Regions from separate parts of the Danio rerio genome. Here region 2 is linked to region 1. Evidence: chromatin contacts called from public Hi-C data. All regions are on one chromosome and are shown on one strand. The core of a region is the stretch at or near the end of the contact, and the rest is flanking DNA. Distances in the headings are between cores, read along the strand shown. Region 1 overlaps ptprma (protein tyrosine phosphatase receptor type Ma). Region 2 holds the start of ptprma (protein tyrosine phosphatase receptor type Ma).

Evidence for each region. A called contact is a pair of places that touch in the nucleus more often than the background predicts.
Region 2: a contact with region 1 is called in a Hi-C map of an unstated tissue, with 2.9 times the contacts expected there. The contact joins the promoter of ptprma here to the enhancer-like site in region 1. A contact is called at or near these places in 2 of 18 Hi-C or Micro-C datasets (caudal fin and an unstated tissue).

The regions. Positions count from the first base shown.
Region 1 is chr24:45,424,369-45,431,282 of GRCz12tu, reverse strand. ptprma (protein tyrosine phosphatase receptor type Ma) reads left to right here. Exons shown (of 20, transcript NM_001018133.2): 3 at 3,632-3,906. Among named protein-coding and RNA genes, the nearest start is that of ptprma, 110 kb to the left of the region's middle. Within about 2 kb of position 1,897, at least 12 of the 62 cell types and tissues checked have an H3K27ac peak or open chromatin away from gene starts, as enhancers often do.
Region 2 is chr24:45,532,094-45,538,897 of GRCz12tu, reverse strand. It overlaps ptprma (protein tyrosine phosphatase receptor type Ma), which reads left to right and starts at 3,634. Exons shown (of 20, transcript NM_001018133.2): 1 at 3,634-3,708. The coding sequence starts at 3,636.

The DNA.
Region 1 (6,914 bases), core at 648-3,147:
ACACACACACACACACTAAAAGAGACACAGACTTACTGTACCCTAAAACACTGATATCTGCACACATACAAACACACCAACATACACAAATTTCTGCACACACATGCACGCACACGTGCGCTCACACACAAACAAACACACACACACACACACATGCAAGCTCACTAAACACACAAAACTTACTACACTCAAACACAAAACACTCACTATATACAAACTCACTATACACACACACAGACAGACAGAGACACACACACAGATGCGCAAGGACATGTACAATATTGTGTGTGTGTGTGTGTGTGTGTGTGTGTGTTTGTGTCTCTCTCTCAGCAGCAGATTGAGTGTTGTTATAATGCTGACAGTGTCTGGCAGATGCTCATGTCTAAAACACACACACACACACACACACACACACTCACAATGCATGCATGAACACACACACATACAGACACAAAACTTACTATACATAAACTCTCTACAAATCACACACACACACACATGCATGCACGCACACACATACACACCCTATACTCAGTGTGTTTGTGTGTGTCAGCATCAGATTGAGAGCTGGTGTATTGCTGACAGTGTCTGGCAGATGCTCGTGTCTGAATCAGATCAGATCAGCCGCAGATTAAACCTGCTGCAAACACTTTACACCAAACACACCACTAAATCCTATTTAAAAGAGTGTGTGTGTGTGTGTGTGTGTGTGTGTGTGTGTGTGTGTGTGTGTGTGTGTGTGTGTGTGTGTGTGTGCAGTTTTCGGTTCTTGTTGTTGTTAAGTGTCTGTCATTATAGTTTTTCCCTATACTAGTTGGCGGTTCATTCCGCTGTGGTGACCCCGGATTAATAAAGGGAAGAAAAAGCAGACAAGAAAATGAATGAATGAATGAAAAGTGCCTAAATTTTTATAATATGAATAATAATGTATAATACACTCCCTGACAGAAGTCTTGTGGTGGATCTCACATAATAACTGGTCTTCTAGTTGATGATGTGTGAAAGTGTCTGAAGGTGGATTTCTCTGCTGGATCATCTGCTGATCTGCATCCCAATCATCACCAATACTGCAGAAGACCTACTGGAACCAGCATGGACACAAGATTCTCACAGAAATCAGTCAAGTTTGGTGAAGGAGACATCATGGTTTGGGGTCATTCAGTATGGGGGCGTGCGAGAGATCTGCTGAAGGCTTTCTTCTTCATCCAGATGACTTTATTAATCAGTGATGTGAGTCATGTCAGAGATGTATGGATGCAGTCCTCCAAGCTCATGATGGAGTCAGACACAATCTTCATTCTGTCTCCACTGCAGCAGGACTTTATATTCTATACTGGACATTATTTCTGTTCAGTGATGACACTTTAGTCTGAGCAGAGTCAGACCGCACTGTCCTCATCAAATCAGTCAACATCAAGACATGATCAGATTTATTGAGCTCAAATCAGCAAAATCTAGAGGCCTTCACCTTTCATAGAGACACTTCTGACACCAAATCACCAACTAGAACAGCAGTTATTATGTGTTCCTAAAACTCAGTTAGTCTTGTGTGGGGTTGTGTATAAGGTGATGTATATGATGATGTGCTCAGCTCTACTCCTGATCTGCATCTTCTATAAGCAGTAAATGTGTGTTAATGATCACTAAACATGCTAAAGTCTACATTCAGCGTCCGTCTGCTGGTGTTTCATTAGCATGTTTATAAAAGCACTTCCTGTCCTGTGCTGTTGTTCATCACAGCAGATCATGTTCACAGCTTCAGTGTGTTTGACTAGAGCTTCACCGGCTTCGGGTTCAGGGTTTGTCGTCTAACAGGAAGTGATGTGTTTGTCCAGAGACCTTGGTCTGTCTGCGCTCGGGTCAGCCAACAATGAGCAGTCAGATTTCCACTTCCTGTTCTTTCTGGGGTCACTTCCTGTGGATGCTGACACACTCATATGTGTGATGGGAATAAGGCAGTGATGAGGGCTGAGGCATGAGGGAGTTTTAGAGACGGCATGTTTTGTTGATGAGATCTGAGACTGTAACCCATAATAGATGATGATGATGATGATGATGATGATGCAGTGAATAAAAGGAGTACATTGGATTTGCTCATTTCTTTAAAGTAAAAAGCTGCAAACGATTGCTATAGGCTGGATTTGAGCAAACAAACGGAGATATGCATTACTAAATTTCATTTGTTTCTTTAAATTCAGCCCATATTAATAGTTTGTAGGCACCGACCTTAAATAAATGTGTAAATCCAATGAATCAATCAGTCTAATAGAATTATACGTTTTATGTTTGATCCTTTAACTAAATAGTATTTTTAAAATTAAAAAATAATGTAAAACTGTATATAAACAACATCTTAATTTAATTTCATTGCTTTATATTTAAAAAAAATGTTTATATGTACATTTTTCACATTTCAGTTATTATTTCTATCGAATATTTTATATAGACAAATAAAGTTTATAATATATATATATATATATGTACGTATGAATGAATGTATGTATGTGTACGTATGAATGAATATATGTGTGTACGTATGAATGAATGTATGTATGTGTGTATACATATATATATATGTATGTGTATATGTATGTATATATATATATATATATATATATATATATATATATATATATATATATATATATATATATAATGAATGAATAAGACTGAATAATGTATTGTTTGAGCATCAATATCACAATCTGCAATAGTCACGTTGAGAGTTAATCTCCTATTAAAACAATGTTATTGTAAAGGATGATAATTAAACCCCTCATTACCCAAAATAACTGTAAGCAAAAGAAAGCCGATAAAAAGCGTTTCGTTCATTAATAATCTGTTCGAAGAATGGTAAAAGCGAAAGCAACCGCTGCCCCTTACAAAAAATCTCGAGCTCTTGAAAGTAGCAGCACTGCGTGCATGAGCATCGCTTTTTTTCACAGTCAGTGAGTGAAGGTGTGTCTCACCGTGCGCCCAATCATCCTCTCATTCGCTATTCACCTGCTTTCTTTTGCTCTCATGAAGACTTCTCAATCGTGCTGCTTCTCGATTCTAAAATCACAGTTGCGCCCATACTGACATACAGTCTTAAACTAAAATTCTAATCTTTAGAGACAAAGCAGCTCTGCCAAATGAAAAAATAGTGGCTAGTGGGGTCTGTCTAACCAGCCGCAGGTGAAATCTACCTGCATTTGGCGGGTGGTTCTTGTCAAGTCCTTGTTGTTAGACTGTTGCACTTGTGTTGTCACTAAGCTTGTTTATATAGTTCCTATTGGTGTGTGTGTGTGTGTGTGTGTGTGTGTGTGTGTGTGTGTGTGTGTGTGTGTGCAGTGTTTTTGTTTGTTTGTTTATAACCACCTACAATGATAGTGTGGGTCTCAAGTCACTGCAGTTGTTATTTTGGGGGTCGCGAGCTGAAACTTTGTGAACCCCTGAGTTAGATAACAGTTCATGAATGATAATGATGCCCAACAGTGACAGACAAAATGATTAATAATGATGCCATAGTGACACTACTATAAAAGAAATGTGACTTCAGCTGTATGTCCACACATGAGGAGTCACAGATGAGCTGCAGGACTGAAGCTGATGGTTTGTTTTCTCTCTGTGTGTGTGTGTGTGTGTGTAGGGTCAGCGTTCCTGATGGCCAACACCTCAGGCCGTTTCTCGGGTCAGAAAGCTCAGCTGTTTCTGCCTCAGTTTAAGGAGAACGACACACACTGCGTGATCTTCCAGCTGCTGAGCGCGGGCCGCGAGGGCTCCAGCCCGGGACAGATGCTCATATACGTGAAGGAGAACAGCAGTCCGCTGGGCCAGCCCGTCTGGAACTACAGCGGACCCGCAATGCACACCTGGCAGCAGGTGGAGCTCGCCGTCAGCACCTTCTGGCCAAACTTCTACCAGGTGAACCGGCTCACACTGAGACATTTATACCCCTGCTGTACTGTTCACACTGACTCCCCTTTGCTGGAGTTGGGACTGTTTTTGCCCCATTGACCCCCATTATCATCACATTTATTGATTCTAAAGCCATGACTGCAGATCATCATGCATTCATTGTAGTTGATTGTTGCTGATTATTGTTTATTATTTTGTTGGTGGTTTTCCCTGTTGGGATTAAGAGGTAATGTTTGTCACCTTTACTGTTGATCATCAGTCTCCATATTTTTATTGATTTCATAAGTCATAAACGCTTCATTTCATATTAAATGCTAAATACTGAATCTGATATGTGCTGTAATTGATTCATTGAATGATTCAGTGATTCACTGAATCATTTAAAGAATCAACTCATTCAAAAGCATCAAATCAATTTATGAACAATAAGTGGGTGTTTTTATGAGGGAGGCGCTGAATCATTCATTTAATGAATTCATTCAAAAGATTCAAATCAAATTGTGAACAAAAGTGCTTTTATGAGTGAGTCACTGAATCATTTATTGAATCATTTTATTCAAAAGCATCAAATCAGTTTGTAAACATAAGTGGGTGCTTTTATGAGGGAGTCACTGAATCATTTGTTGAATCAATTAATTTAAAAGAATCAAATCAGTCCATGAACAGAAGTGGGTGCATTTATGAGGGAGTCACTGAATCATCTGTTGAATGAATTCTTTCAAAAAAATCAAATCAATATATGAACAGGAGTGGGTTCTGTTATAAGAGAGTCACTGAATCATTCATTGAATCAATTCATGCAATAGAATCAAATAAATTCATAAACAGAAGTGGGTGTTTCTATGAGGGAGTCGCTAAATCATTTGTTGAATCAATTAATTCAATAGAATCATATCAGTCTATAAACAGAAGTGGGTGCTTTTATCAGGGAGTCTCTGAATCATTTGTTGAATCAATTCATTCAAAAGAATCAAATCAATTCATGAACCGAAGTGGTTCCTTTTATTAGAGATTCACTGAATCATTCATTGAATCAATTCATTCAAAAGAATCAAATCAGTCCATGAAAAGAAGTGGGTTATTTCATGAGGGAGTCTCTGAATCATTCATTGAATCAACTCATTCAAGAGAATCAAATCAATTCAAGAATAGAAGTGGTTGCTTTTATGAGAGATACACTGAATCCTTCATTAAATCAATTAATTCAAAAGAATCAAATCAGGAGTTGGTAATTTAATGACTCACTAAGTCATCGATTGAATCAATTAATTGGTTCAAAAGAATCAAATCCATACATGTACAGAAAGCAGAGGGTGTTTTTAACAGGTGAGTCACTGAATAGTTCTCATGTCATCTCTCTCTCTCTGTGTGTGTGTGTGTGTGTGTGTGTGTGTGTGTGTGTGTGCGTGTGCGTGTGTGTGTGTGCGTGTGCGTGTGTGCGCGCGCGCTTCCAAGTGTTGGTCTCTGCATGTGTGCGGGTGTGTCTGTGTTTGTGCCTTTGTGTCAATCTCTCTCTTTCTCTCTCTCTCTCTCTCTCTCTCTCTCTCTCTCTCTCTCTCTCTCTCTCTCTGTGTCCTCCTGTCACTGCACTCTCAGTCTCCACATGAACATCATGTCTATCTAGTGAACGTCGTCATGCTAACAGATCTTCATGATGCTCGCACACGCTCCTCAACCGTGTGTGTCCAGCAGTCTCACAGGACACACACACACTCAGACCCACTCCAGCATCTGCCGACACACACTTCTCGTCTCCATCTCTCGGTGGTCCCGCAGAGTAATTGCTGAAAAATGTGATTGTGACTTTTTAATAGTGTGGGAGATTAACAATGGTGTCGGCGGCGCTGTGTCTAATTAGCGATGCTAGGCTAATTGCAGGTTTGTGTAATTACACTGTATCTTAAGAGTGTGTGAAGATGAAGCACCTGCTGCAGGAATTACTCTGCGCCTCATTCTGTAATTACAGGCTTTGTGTTTGTATCTTCATATCCACAATAAGAGCTCTCGCCGCCGCCGCCGCTGTAATTGCGCTGGATTGTCGTCCACAATAGCGTCATAAACTCCTCCCGATGTGCTGCTGCGCCAGGTCAACACGTGGACTTGTGTTTTTGTGTTTAACGTGTCCGGATGAGAGTGATCCACAAACTGAGATGATTCAGAAATAAACGCAGAACAAAAGAGACGCTCAGAGAAATGTGTTTGGACAGATGTGTGTGTGTGTGTGAGAGCTGTTATTAGCATCCGCTGCTGATCGTGTGTCACTGAGGGTCACACACTTACAAAACTTCTACAGCACATAATTAGAGGAAACCTGCGCTCCTCTCCTCATCTCCTCCTTCAAAATAAGCAGATCTCTTGGCTTTTTCAGCATTTAACACACTTCAGTCTGCATCAGTGTTCGCTTTCACTGCTGCTTTTCTACGCTGTGTGGATCTAAAATCTCTGCAAGCTTTAATGCAAACTTTTAAAACTCACAAGCAAAGATTTTAAATTCTGGAGGATAACATTTAATCTGAAGTAGTTAGTGAAATCTAAACATTCTGGGTGAAAAATGCACAAAATAAGCGGAAAATTATGGGGGAAAAGGCACAGAATCAGTAATTTAAGGCAGATAATTCTGGAGGGAAAAGCACTAATAGCTTACTCCTTCCATTTCCTTGTCAGGGCAGCACGGAGGCCTAATGGTTAGCACCACGGCCGCATAGCAAGAATGTCACCGGCTCGGACTCTACCTGGCCAAGTCGGCATTTCTGTACGGAGTTTGCATGTTCTCCCTGTGTTTGCGTGGGTTTTCACCGGGTTCTCCGGTTTCCTCCCACAGACCAAAAACATGTAACATAAGTAAATTGACAACTCTAAATTGACAGACACTTCATAGCATTAATCTACTTCCAACATTATCAAGCAGAGGAGTTCTTAAGACCTACCTGAACTCAGACTCCCCTCTTGCCCTGAAATGGGGGGGAGCCCCGGGCTCGAGGATCTCTCAAGCTCAGGGCTCTCTCCTGGGACAG
Region 2 (6,804 bases), core at 2,385-4,884, 110 kb before region 1:
AAATCCCCTTTCTTTCCCATTCTGTTGCTCACTTTAAACTGCAGCAGATCGTCTTGACCATGTCTACGTACATGCCTAAATGCAGTGAGCTGCTGCCATGTGATTGGCTGATTAGACATTTGCTTTAGTGAGCAGTTGGACAGTCGTACCTAATAAAGTGGCCATATATATATATATATATTCATTCATTCATTCATTTTCCTTCGGCTTAGTATCCATCAGGAGTCGCCACAGTGGAATGAATCGCCAACTATTCCAGCATATGTTTTACACAGCGGATGTCCTTCTGGCTGCAACCCAGTACTGGGAAACACCCATACACACTCATTTACACACACACACTCATACACTATGGCCAGTGTAGTTGATCAGTTCCCCTATAGCGCATGTGTTTGGACTGTGGAGGAAACTGGAGCACCCGGAGGAAACCCACACCAACATGGGGATAACATGCAAACTCCACACACAGAAACATCATCTGACCCAGCCAAGACTCGAAGCAGAGACCTTCTTGCTGTGAGACCACAGAGCAACACCACTGAGCCACCACGCCACGTATATATATATATATGTGTGTGTGTGTGTGTTTGTGTGTGTGTTTTACTAAAAAACGTGTTTTAATTTCCTGAAGTTATATAAAGGTCATAAAACACACACACTCCACACATATATACACACACACACGCACACACACACACACACGCGCACACACACACACACACACACACACACACACACACACACACGCACACACACACACACACACACACACGCACACACACACACACACACACGCACACGCACACGCACACGCACACACACACACACACACACACACACACACTCACACACACACACACACACACACACACACACACACGCACACACACACACACACACACACACACATTTATACAGATGTATTCTGATCTGTTAAGCAGAAGCCGGTGGTTCTACAGAAATGGTTTCAGTCAAGTGTGTCCAAACGCAAACACTGAAGACAAACAAAGACTATATTTGCTCATCATTCTTTCCTCATCAACATGTTTCTGCTGCTCTCACATACACTAGAGGACGTTTCTGAACACCGACGGCTGACTAAAGGTCACTCAGGGGTCATGATCATGCTGTGAGAGTGACTCTGGACCGGATGTGAAGAGTGTTCTCAAAGCAGAGCAGATGTGATACACGAGAAAATACTTTGGGAATACTGTCCTCTTTAATGTATAATTGATCACACACACACACACACACACACACAGCTGTGAGTACACACAGAGTTCTCCAGGGGTCACATCGCATCGATCGTGTTCAACTCAATTGTCCGATCGGATAAATGGTCTTCAACACTTTAACTATAGTCTAACCTATGGGGGATTCTGCCCTCCAACAACTGTCTTTACTGTGTAACAGATATTATAGTGAACACAATGATTTACAGTCAGGACAATCAAGAATGATGTTCATATATCACTGCACATACAGTGCTCAGAACATTAGAGTAACCTACACCCCTTACAAATTACTCATTTAAATTAATATTTTCAAAATAGGATGCTTTAAGATATATACTCCCCGGCCACTTTATTAGGTACACCTTACTAGTACAGGGTTGGACCCCTCTTTGCCTTCAGAACTGCCTTAATTCTTCATGTCACAGATTCAACAAACTACTGGAAATATTCCTCAGAGATTTTGCTCCATATTGTCATGATAGCATCACACAGTTGCTGCAGATTTGTCGGCTGCACATCCATGATGCCAATCTCCCGTTCCACCACATCCCAAAGCTGCTCTATTGGATTGAGCTCTGGTGACTGTGGAGGCCATTTGAGTACAGTGAACTCATCGTCATGTTCACCAGTCTGAGATGGTTGAGCTTTATGACATGCTGCGTTATCCTGCTGGAAGTAGCCATCAGAAGATGGAGACACTGTGCTCATAAAGGGATGGACATGGTCAGCAGCAATACTCAGGTAGGCTGTGGCGTTGATGCTCAATTGGTACTAATGGACCCAAAGAAAATCTCCCCCACACCATTACACCACCACCACCAGCCTGAACCGCTGATACAAGGCATTCTCTGTAAACCCTAGAGATGGTTGTGCTTGAAAATCCCAGTAGATCAGCAGTTTCTGAAATACTCAGAGCAGCCCATCTGGCAGCAACAAACATGACACGTTCAAAGTCTCTTAAATCCCCTTTCTTCCCCATTCTGATGCTCGCTCTGAACTGCAGCAGGTCATCTTGACCATGTCTACATGCCTAAATGCATTGAGCTGCTGCCCTGTGATTGGCTGATTAGACATTTGTGTTAATGAGCAGCTGGACAGGTGTACCTAATAAAGTGGCCGGTGAGTGTATATTTGTGCATACACATTAGTTTAGTCAGTACTGAATATGGAGCTAATCTAGCAAAATAGCTTACAATAAGGGTCCAAAATTAGTCCACAAATTTATATGAACAATAATAAATAAGTATCTTTTAATGAAGAGCTTTCCCAGAGATGGGTTGCAGCTGGAAGAGCATCCGCTGTGTAAAACATATGCTGGATAAGTTCATTCCGCTGTGGCGACCCTAGATAAATAATGGGACTAAGCCGAAAAGAAAATGAATGAATGAATGAAAATGTAGAGCAAGAATCAAGAGAAACAAAATAAATCAGTTAGTAGAAATTTGTTATTAAACCTATTTTGTTGTAAAATGTTGAAAAACTGTTGAAGACCCTTGGGAAATAATAAAAATATTTATTTTCAGAGTAAGATAATATTTGGTCTTCAACCCTTCAGCACTCTCTTGCGGACCCCGGTTTGAAAAGCCCTGCTGTAAAGTTAAATCAGTGACTCACACACACACACACACGCACACAGAGATTGTGTCCAGCAGTGGTCTTATTTTTGGGCATTATCCGTCTGTAATTCCCGGTCTATATAGTCTATCACCCGCTCCTCAATCATCCATCCGGTCCTCTGCTCGGTTACCGCGCAGCAGCTCCGAGAATCACCCGCTGTGGAGCTTAAAAACCGGTCAAACGCGACTCTCCGACCGCGCGAAGAACCAGAGAACCGGCGCGCGCGTCTGAACTCCACGGGAAACAGAGAGAACTGAGCGGAGCAGCTGGAGAGAGGGAGAGGGAGTGGGAGAGAGAGGATGAGTGAGAGGACTGTCAGGAATATTATTTTATATTTTTTAGCCGATTGAAATATACAAACCTTTTGTTGTCTGTCATTATCTTTTTAATAGTCATACAATAGTCTTTTTATGCATATTATGATTTCATCATATTTATAAATATATAAATAAATAAATAAGTATCCCTACTGTTTTATTTATTGTGTATATAATGCGCATTATACTTGACATGTCATGCCAATAAAGATCATTTGAATTGGATTGAAAGAGAGAGAGAGCGAGTGCGTGTGTGAGTGTGCGTGCGTGCGTGCGCGCGCTCCGGTGACGTCACGCTCCTCGGCGGCGGTCCTAAAGTCGGTAACGGCGGACAGACTCAGTTTAACTCGTGTAAAGCCGCGGACGGGGGTGATCGGCTCCGGCGCTCGCTGCTCACACCAACGGGAATATTTGGCGTTTGGCGCGGAGCTCGAGAGGAGCGCGCGGCCGTTATCCGCACTCCGCGATGGATCGGAGACTTTTAACGGCTTTTCTCCTCTTCGCCGATGTTTTCTGGATCTCCACCGGAGAATTCCACGGTAAGAGACATTCGGGGTTTTCTGAGGAGAAACTTCCTGTCGGCCAGAGCTTCTCCTCAGCCTCTTTAACAGCTGAAATTAACTTTACAAAGTTTCCGTAGATCAGTTTGACTGTGTTTGGTGTCGGATGGAGTGTGTGTGTGTGTATGTGTGTGTGATTCTCCGACGCCACAGCCCAAACTTTCCTTCACCGTGAGTTTCATCTTCTCTCTGCTGGAGAAAACGGGCTCGCATTCCAATTCACACAATCATACAGTGTTTAATAAATAACCCGTGTGTGTGTGTGTGTGTGTGTGTGTGAGTGAGTGTGTGTGTGGTGAACTTTTGGTTTTCCAGTTGTTTCTAAACACTCTAAAACGCGCAGTTCTAACGTTTTTAAAGGTTTAACGTTACATTTTAACGGCTTTTTTCAAATAAATTTAAATTCACTTTAAACCCAACGGTTGATTCTGTCCGTTTTGACGCATCTTTGGGTTACTATAGTCCAGATTATTTTAGGAGCGTAACACAAAGTCCTGTTTTGATGTCGACATGGTTTTGAAGTGGGTTTTGGATCCGTTCATTATGGTATTCGCGCCATATATAAAGGCTGATGTATGACAGTAACCCTTAGTTTAAAAACAGGCTGGGTTGTTTTAACATAACGTTGGGTCAAATATGTACAAAACTAACATTGGGTTAATTTTTAAATGCATTTTAAATTTAAATTACACTTTTATAAGCCAACAGTTAGTTTAGTCCACATTTGAACAAACATTTGATTAAATAACCGAGCATTTTTAGTGTGCATTATATCTTTCAGCTTTCTAGACATTCTGTTTCATTATCAGAGCCGTTATTTGAGTCTGTTTTCCGTCATTCAGCGCTGTTTAAGATAACACTGACTCCCCTTTGTGCTATTTATATCCTCACTTGTGCTATAATCTTATTTTTAATGCAAAACAGTCAAACGGAGCCGACATGTCTGCTCTACAACCGCCTTTTGTTGACCTGCAGATGTTTCATTGTGTGTCTCTATAAAGTTTTAGTGTTGATGTTGAATCTGAATGCACTTTTTCCCAGCCGTGAGCACATCTGTGTGCTTTAATTAAAGCGTTTGATTTGCTCTCGCACTAATTGCTTCAGTTCGGATCTCAGCTGTGCATTTCTCCCTGCACTTTAATTTGCTTTTATGAATGGTTTTAGTGTTGAGACATGTCTTGAAAAGGCTGTCATAAACTAAATCACGTGCTTGTGATTTGCGCACTTTACTATTGTAGATGTAAATAAACGAGGCTGCTGGCTGAATTGTGTATTTAAATAAATTTTTTAGTAAATGGTGTATTTTAATGCATGTTGAGTTTCTGTGTTGCGGCTTTGATCTCCGTGAGTTGGATGATTTCTGCAGATGTTTCTTATGTGTGTTTTGTGTCCTGATGGGGGCAGCAGTGCTCACACATGATGAGGGATTAGTTCCAGATCCCCGCTATCATACAAATCCCACAGAAATCCTATATATCAGATGCCCGTGTGACACATAATAAGTAGTTTTACTGGCTTCAGCTTAAATATCTGGGGATTTTATTTATGGAAGTCTCATTTATGGAAATAGAGATGTGCAATTGGCTGAACACATGAATAAAATACTATAGTAATATATTTTTTGTAGTAAATACTAAATATATTATTGTATTTTTTAAGAGCTCCAGCATAATGTAGTAGTATTATTGTGAACTGAAAAACTGTAATAAATACTGTGGTATACTATATATATATATATATATATATATATATATATATATATATATATATATATATATATATATATATATATATATATATAATGTGAAATATTGTAGTATATATACTCTATAGTTGTAGAAAATGACAGTATTTTGGTGATTTGTTTGTATTATTAGTCATGACAACATATGTTTAATCATATTTTAAGTCAGTGTAATGCAACAAGTTAAAATGACTCAAAAGGTTATTTTGATTCAAATTAAAAATTGAAGGCAACGATGTATTTTTTTATTAGGCCTGCGCAATATTTAAAAATATAAAATTGCAATATTTTGTATTTCTGCAATATACATTGCAATATGAAACAGCTTTATTTGGAGCTTTATTTTAAACAGCTTTATTCATTTTAGGTTGATTTGGGGTGATTTTGCAGAAGAGTGAGGCTCAAATAATATGAGATTAGATAAAGGGAATTCTAAATTTCTAGAATCTAACAGTGTTCAGGTACAGATATTGAATAATCAACTGTGCACAGTCTTCAGTGTTTGTTATTTTTATTAAACTTACAAACATTATAATTTCTTCTGGCCGGATGTTTTAAACCAGGGGTCACCAATCTGGTTCCTGGAGGTCCGGTGTCCCTGCAGGATTTAGCTCCAACTTGCCTCAACAAACCTGCCTGGGTGTTTTAAGTATACCTAGTAAGAGCTTGATTAGCTTGTTCAGGTGTTTTTGATTAGGGTTGGAGCTAAAATCTGCATATCACCGGCCCTCCAGGAACAAGTTTGGTGACTGCTTTAAACTCTAAAATGTTCACACAGTCACAGGCCTTAAAGGGATAGTTCACTCCAAAATGAAAATGTACTCACCCTTCACTTGTTTCAAATGTTTGAGTTATTAAAATATCATCTTTTTGTGTTTAACATAAACATTACAAAGTGAATTATGATTTGAGTCATTTTTGGGTGAACTATCTCTTTAAAAACGCATGCAGATGATGCGCCGCTGATTATAATCAACTATAATGACTTATCCTGGGATGTGACTATTGCGGATGCAAACATTCCGATATCAGTGCTGAAATGATATATTGTGCAGCCCTACTGTGTATTGTTTTATTGCCATAGCAACTATAGAATTGGTACAAAAAATCATAAAAATCTATTACTATTATTGTCGTATTTCCATAGCAACTATAAAATTAGCACAAAATAAATTATTTTAGTTGTTTTTATTACCATAGCAACTATAGAATTACTACAAAATAAATGATTTTACTAGTACAAAAGGTAAATAATTAGTTTTATTGCTATAGCAAATTTAAAATTATCAACTTAAATTTTTAATTACTATAGCAACTAGAATTAGCACATA